2 separate regions of the Mus musculus genome follow, and region 2 is linked to region 1. Evidence: chromatin contacts called from public targeted proximity ligation data. All regions are on one chromosome and are shown on one strand. The core of a region is the stretch at or near the end of the contact, and the rest is flanking DNA. Distances in the headings are between cores, read along the strand shown.

What was found.
Region 2: a contact with region 1 is called in a targeted proximity ligation map of trophoblast stem cells, with 12 read pairs. A contact is called at or near these places in 7 of 130 datasets of targeted methods (the HPC-7 cell line, embryonic fibroblasts, embryonic stem cells and 2 more) and 3 of 9 other capture datasets (adipose tissue, liver and pancreatic islet).

What each region holds. Positions count from the first base shown.
Region 1 is chr19:32,240,620-32,244,286 of GRCm38.p6, reverse strand. The region is part of intron 4 of Sgms1 (sphingomyelin synthase 1); the gene reads left to right. Among named protein-coding and RNA genes, the nearest start is that of Asah2, 140 kb to the right of the region's middle.
Region 2 is chr19:32,342,263-32,345,929 of GRCm38.p6, reverse strand. The region is part of intron 2 of Sgms1 (sphingomyelin synthase 1); the gene reads left to right. Among named protein-coding and RNA genes, the nearest start is that of Sgms1, 44 kb to the left of the region's middle.

The DNA of each region.
Region 1 (3,667 bases), core at 642-3,141:
TACTCCAGAAATAATTTTCAAATCCATTTTTCTCTGTTGATTTTATTTACTTATTTTGTAATTCATCTTGTGGTGCTGGGAACTGAGCCCCAGGAACTTAGCCGTGCCCAGCAAGTCCTCCGCCCTGCAGCTCCATCTCCCAGCCTGTCCGCTTCTTTTTGGCACCCCTGACAGGTGACTGGTGCACTAGTACCCAGAGTAAACACTAGCAGTTTTACTCTCCAAATAGTATTTCATTTTCAAGGTAAGCTGAGACTTTTGTCATATGAAGCAAGGTGAGGCTTGGTGGAAATTTGAATGTATTATTTCCGTCTTGTTGAGATAAATCCATGGGGCTTTGGATTTATAGGTCGTCTGTTGTTTTTATTAAGAGGTGGTATGGTTTATATTACGTAAATGTAGATCTCTGCATTAACCTGAAGCTTTAACCGAATACTTTTACAGTGGCAAGAGGGGTCTAGGGTTTAACATTTTTGTCTCAGTATAGTTAGTTGGGACAGCTGCTTTTTTGCACCTCTGGTTTTAGTTATTGCAGGTGGAACATGATTTCTTTTCTCTTTTTCTTTCTTTCCTTTTTCCTTTCTTTCTTTGTATTGCCTTTGCTGCCCTGGAACTTGTTATGCTCAGCAAGCTGGTCGTGAACTTATAGAAATCTGCCTGTCTCTTTCCCACAAGTACTGGGAGTAAAGGTTTGCTCCACCATGATGGGCCAAACGTGATCTCTTAAAAGATGTTACAACTATCCAAAGTGGAGCATCTTTGTCCTTTGAGCTGTCTCTTCTCAGTACGCGTGGGTGTGATTGGGCAGTTGAGCGCACGCATGCCTGGCATCTGTGATGCTCTAGATTCCGTCCCTGGCACCCAGAGGGGAGGGGGAGTTAAGCCTGTTGTCATGTTCAGTAGACTGGTTATTTCAGTGCAAGGTTCAGGAATGGCGTCTTGATAATTTGTGATTGAGGCTTAGAATGGCCTTGCGTTTCACCATCGGCTTTAGATGAACCTCAAAAAGATTTAGAGCCTTATGGATTATAAAATGGGAGGGAAAGAGGAAGAGAGAAGCTGAGTGTTTAGTTACTTTTCTGTAGCTCTGGCTGTGCAGACCGGGACTAAGGCAACTTATAAAAGAAAGCATTTGATTGGGGGCTTGCTTACAGTTTGTGGAAACATGTGTAGGTAGGCAGCCCTGCCTGCTGAAACAGTAGCTGAGAGCTTACTTTTTTCTTCTCCTTCTTCAAGTTGGAGACAGAGATGGGCCTGGCCTGGGCTTTTGAAACCTCAAAGTTCACCCCTGTGACATAGCTCCAGCAAGGCCACACCTCCTAATCCTTCCTAAAGCAGTTCTGCCAACTAGGGACCTGACATTGAGTTTGTGGGAGCCATTCTCATTTAAACTTACCACAAGGGTTAAGGATTTAGTTTTTAATGAAGGAAAATGAATTATATGTGCTTTATGCTAATAAAAATGAAGGAAGTACAAAATCAAAAAGCTGAGACACAAGATGTGAGGTGTGGGGGAGGGGCTACTGCAGCTCTTTTTCAAGTTGTTTACCCTCATAATGCTGCTACTGTTACTGAGCCAGCCTCCTGCACGTGTAAGGTTAGGGTTAGCTTTGGGATTTTATGATGCAGTTTCAAAGTTAGCCTTAAACTGTCTGTCCCTTTGGTCTGAGATCACCTTTGAGTTCATAGGAGTGTACCATATTGTCTGGCTTGGAAACTTAGTACCTGACATGACCCTGGCTGAGAAACCAGCACACATGTAAAAGAGCCAGTTGCTGGATGTGAAACCGTAGCTGTCAGAGGTAACGAGGGAGAGCATGGCCTGAGCCTGCCATGCCTATCTGGATGACCCTGAGTCAGAGACAGGTGCTCAGTGGGCGTGGAGCCAGTCCTTTCCACAGGCCAGACAGTTGTTTTTCCTGGAATGTCACTCCTTAGCTCTGACTCAGCCTCTTTGATGGTCCTTCCGGTTGCCTGAGGGGACAAAAAGGAAAGCAGCAGTGATAAGCTTGACTCTGGCCAGGTGCTCTTGACAGGGAACTTCTGACTGGACACCTCACAGGCAACTTCTCTTGGGACAGAGCAGATGGTGTTGAACCTTGGCCAGTGGGTGCCCTCCAAATAGGCTTCCATTGGCTTTTGTACTTAACATGCTCGTCCCTGAGGCTGCCTCGGACCTGGTGGTAGGTGTGTTACCTGGACTGTACTCCATTGTCTGGAAATGGTACGGTGTGCTGCCTCCTTCTTTTGAGATTGGATTTTAAGACATCTGTTTAATTCTTGTGGAACTATACTTTTAAAATATGTGCTACTCCTATTTCAAACGGTCTTACTTTGTATCATATTAGGATTAAATATTAATACTTTCACCTTTTACTATTTTCATCGCTCTGCTGAGATTATTGTCATGAGAACTTATTTGAAATATACTCTGTTTCTGATGCAGGCTCTGCTGTGGTGGCTGCTGTCATTCTGACCTTGTCCAGCGTAAAGCTAGGGAAGCAGATGCTAGAGAGGAAAGGACGCGGTATTTTCTGGAGGTCTTATGTAGTTCACAAAAGTATCTCAGCAGATGAAGCCTTTTTAATAGAGGTCACATGGGACTGCAGCTTTCGCAAGGCCCCAGGGTGACACCCCAGTACTGTAGAGGTGACCAAATGGGAACAAACCCCAAGCCATCCACCCGGACGCCATGTGTGGACTCAGTGGCTGTCGGATCTCGCCGGAGGAGTTGTCCTGAGGCACTCAGACTTGAATCTTAGGAGCATGACATCCGTACTTTGTTGTCTTTGTTTAAAATGAGGGGACTCGTGATTTTAAAAGTCTTTGTGCTTAGGCTTCAGGCATGTTAAGGAGTTAGTAGTGGCTATCCATCCTGACAAATACTTTAACCATTTTTTCCCCTTCTACCTCCGGTATTGGGAATTGAACCCAGGCCCCTCTTTTATGCCAGTCGAGTACCTGGTCACGAAGCCACATCTTCGGTCCCACTGATAAATATTTAAAATCTTTACTAAAATCCTGGACTTAGGTATGGCAGGCCATTGAAAGGAACCAACCTGAGGCTTGAAGCCGTGGTGAACCTTGCCTGAGATCATGTGGTTAGAGGATGAAGGAGTCCATACTTGATGTTAGCTCTCTGACTTCACAGACTGGTCAACTCTGCCTCACTGGCTACACACAGCAGTGACATTAAGGAGGCAGCCTTACAGAGAATGTCCTTACATTTCACACCCACACAAGGGCATTCTGAAGCTCTGGTGACAGCATTCTCCTTGGAGAAGTGGTGGCTTCTATTGGCCCTGCTGCTTCCTTTTTGGGGGCGGGGGGGGGGGGCGGGGGGGGGCGGCGGCGCGGCATTTCAGATTTAGGTTAGAAGGTATGTCTGCTTGTGAGCTGTGTCCTCAGTGTAGGCTTCTCTGGATGGTGGCTGCAATTGGGTCAGCTTGTTTTTGTACTTGTGTCACATAGCAGGTTGGGACTGGAATTTGACCTCAGCATCCCACAGAGGAGGATGGTTCTACCATTCTTATACAAATTTCAGAATTCTAGCTTGTATACCTGTCCTTGGTCACAGTGAAATGCTGCTCTTCCACTCCTTACCACCCTCTCCCTCCTCTCCCTACTCCTGTTTCCTGTTAACTAATACATAACTGTTTTGAAACAG
Region 2 (3,667 bases), core at 585-3,084, 100 kb before region 1:
AAGCAGGGTCACCCTCATTTTCTGTAATCTCAGCAGCAAAACATCGTTAGCCTCCGTGGACTGGGTAACACCTTAGCTCTTTGGTTAATTATCCTGTTTGGTATTTTCTCTTTTAAAACCTTAAAACATGTTTTTAGTTGAAACAGAATTACATCCGTCCCTCTCTTTCCTTCCTCCCAAGCTCTGCATCTATTGATTGCCTTCCCCACCTCCAAGTTGATAGCCTCATTTTCTTTGATTGTGCGAAACACTAATTGTACCACACAACTCCTGGTTTTGCTTACTCCCTAAGCTCTGTTGTCAACCATTTTGCTGTTTCCATGAATTTGACTATTTGAAAATATATACCACGTGATGTAACACAGAGTGATGTGTAATAAGTGGTCCAAGAGAGAGAGAAACCCAGGTTCAATCCCCAGCAGGTTCCGTTCCTCCCTCTATAGTCCCCAGCCTCCCGTCCTGAGCAGTTCATAAGTCTAGGACTCAATTAGAGCATGCCATGTTCCCTGTAGTCTAGAGTCTGCAGATCCGATGGCGGCAGGTGTTATCAACTTGCTAGATACAACTAACTATAAAGAGCTTCCTGTCTCTGGCACAGCTTTGCTAAGTTTAAGTGGTGAGGCTCACATGAAAGTATGTATTTTGCAAGTTGTCAAGCTTGATGTAGAATGCAATATTGTCTTCTTTTAAAAGTTTAGGCTATTGTTTTTGTTGTTTTGTTTGTTTGTTTGTTTTAAAGGGCCCAGTCCCTATGTGCTATTCCTTACCTGGTGGTTTATCTTGTTTTGTGTAAATAGGACCCACGAATGCCTTGTTTTAGCAGCTTGGCTACATTGCATCTTGATTTAAAAAAAAAAAAATCAGTCACTTTTTAAAGACATGTATGAGTAACCACAGCTTTATACAGGAGGGTTCTGGCAGTATTTTAACACATACTACTTTCATCTTGAAGGACTCACACCTGGAGCCATCCCTTGTTGTGCTGTGGGCGGTGCTGTGGGCGGTGCTGTGGGCGGTGCTGTGGGCGGTGCTATGGGCTTGCTGTTTCTTTCTTAGGTCCTCTCTGAGTAGTCCATGTGTATCATGTCTCTGATTGGCTTTCCTCCTTTCCCCAGCCCATATTCTGATTTTTCTTCTTTTACCTTCTAATTTTGCAAGCTTTCTAACAACTTGCAAATGGGAGGTAAGACTTCTGAGCTGCTGTATACCTGAGAGTGTAACACTCATGTATAATTGATTGCCTGGCTAGGTGTAGAGTTCCTGGCTGGAAATCACTGAGCTGTTGATAGGAAGGGCGTTGCTCACCTCCTAGCATTCCGGCTCCTTGTGAGAACACTAGCGCCTGCCGATTCTCAGTTCTTTACAGGGTCTCTTCTATTGTGTCTTTTGACATCGTTCATGAAAGCATTCAGCAGTTTAATGATCACCTGCCGCGATTGGGATGTGCTTTTTCGGTTATGTTTGTTTGTCTTTTGCTGGTGTCCAAAGAGCACTGTGATGATGAGTTTACCAAGGTGACAAAAACTAGGAGCAATTGGGAAGAGAGCCTCCGAGAGGGAGGGGGTGGCTCCGGTTGGCGCTGGGCCTGTCTGCGGAGGATTTTTCTTAATTGGTTAACTGAAGCAAGAAAACCCAATGTGGGCTGCACCCTTTGCTGGTGCGGGGTCTTGTTTAAGGAGAGACTTACTTAGCTGAGTACAGAGTATGGTGTTTCTTCTCTCTGCTATTGCTTTGTCAAGTGGCTGTTTATCTTGAGTCCTCAGGCAGACTCACCTGCAGGGAGGGACTGTAGGTAGCATGGAGTTGTGAGCCCTGCTTCTGTCTGCGCCTGGGCAGAGCTCAGAAAGGCACAGAGTTCACAGCACCAGGAAGGAGCCGCTCATTCCTTTTGTTTTTATGTTCCGGGCTGCAGTATTGGCTTCCCTCATTGTCTATTCAGCTTCCTTCTGGACCTGCTGTAGGATGTTTGACTTGCCTCTGAACGCCTCTTCCCAAAGATAACTTACATTTTTCTTGGAACCCTTCTAAAGTTGTTAATTTATCAGGTTTATTTTATTTTCAGTTGCTGATAGCCCCTGAGTGGTCTCATAAACTAAGTAGATATTCAGAGATTAACTTTTTTACCTTTGAAATTTTATTTTTCTGCACCATTTTTTGCTTCAAGTTGCACTTTTTCCCCTTTCTTTTGTCTTTCACGTTAGATGTTTTATATGCCTGATGGTTTTGGAATGTCTTTTCTGAGGCAGAATGGGGCTCCACATATTAGAAGATGTGTCTTATTTTGGTCTGCTAAGTCTATTGTCTTCATTTTTCACCTCTAAAACATCTTGAAGATTTTACTATCTGGTTTCTGCTATCTTTGTTCTAGAAGATTTATGCCTTTTTCAAAGAAATAATGGTTTTTGTGTTGAGAATTTTGAAGAGAGGCACTAAATGTATTTGCTCATTTAACTTAAAGTCCATTTGGAAGTCTTAAAAACCTAAACCCAAACCAAATAAACCAACGACAAAAGGAGGTCAGGATTTGCAGCATCAGGCTTTGGTCAAACGCACTTGCAGGGCGAGCATCCACTCTAACTCTATTTCAAGGTGTGGTATACGTTTAGATGGTCCCAGGAGAATACTGGCTTCTTGTTAAGTCTGCAACAGCTGCCTCGCCTTTTTGGGCTCAAGGCTTTTTATGTCAGGGCCTTAAGTACCAATAAATGTGTAAATGATAATTAGGCCTCCTGATTAAAAAAAAATGCTTAAAAAGATTCTTATTGATGTTTCTAAAATGAATTTTCCAGAGGCTAAGCATATAATCCTTAGATTAAAATGCAGCAGACACACTAAGTTGTTTCCCATAACAAGCAGAATAATAGACTTTAAATCTATTTGCTGCTGACCACCCACAAAGGACATTCCTAGCCCAAAGAGATTAGATATAAATACAGCCCAGGGAGCTGGGCTAAACTTGTGAGTTTTATTCATAGAGAATGCTCCCACAAAGCACACAGTCTCAGACTACCAATGGGTAGGGAAAGGAGTTTTAGCTTTAATTCTGAGAGCAGGTCTCTGCATATATGAAGCAGCTTTAGGAGGACAGAATGGTTTTTTTTTTAAATAGGCTAACTAGCCATGGATAATTTCATAATTCTCTGGTGATCAATTCCTTTCTCTCTGAATATGGGGTGTACCCACTGTCTACATCCACGCACAGCTGTTTGGAGGAATGCTTTGGTCATTTTGCAGTAAGATATGTTTCTGGCCTTGGCGGTCACTAGATAACAGGCCTTGTTTTCAGAAGGCTGTGGTGACGCGCAACAGCCACTCCTCAATGCCTGTCTATCACTTCCATACCCAGACAGACAAGGAAACCCTGTCTCCATGCTGATTGCTAGGAAAACTTGCCCATCCGTGATCCTTCCTTTCAGATGTGTAGGGCTCAGTGCTGAACAGTCTACTGCCCATCTGAACTGCCCTGGACACACTCTAGGAGCCTTTGTGGACCCCAGACCACACGTTCCCTATGCTTACAAAGTCACTCTTGTCTCTTGAAGACTCCTACAGTCCAGTAATATTTTTTAGCCAAAATAAATATAAACAAAGCACAAATTCTTGCTTGTTAAGAAAGGGGCCTTCGTTGCTTAATTAGTAACTCCTCTCTTGCTCTGGACTTCTCTGT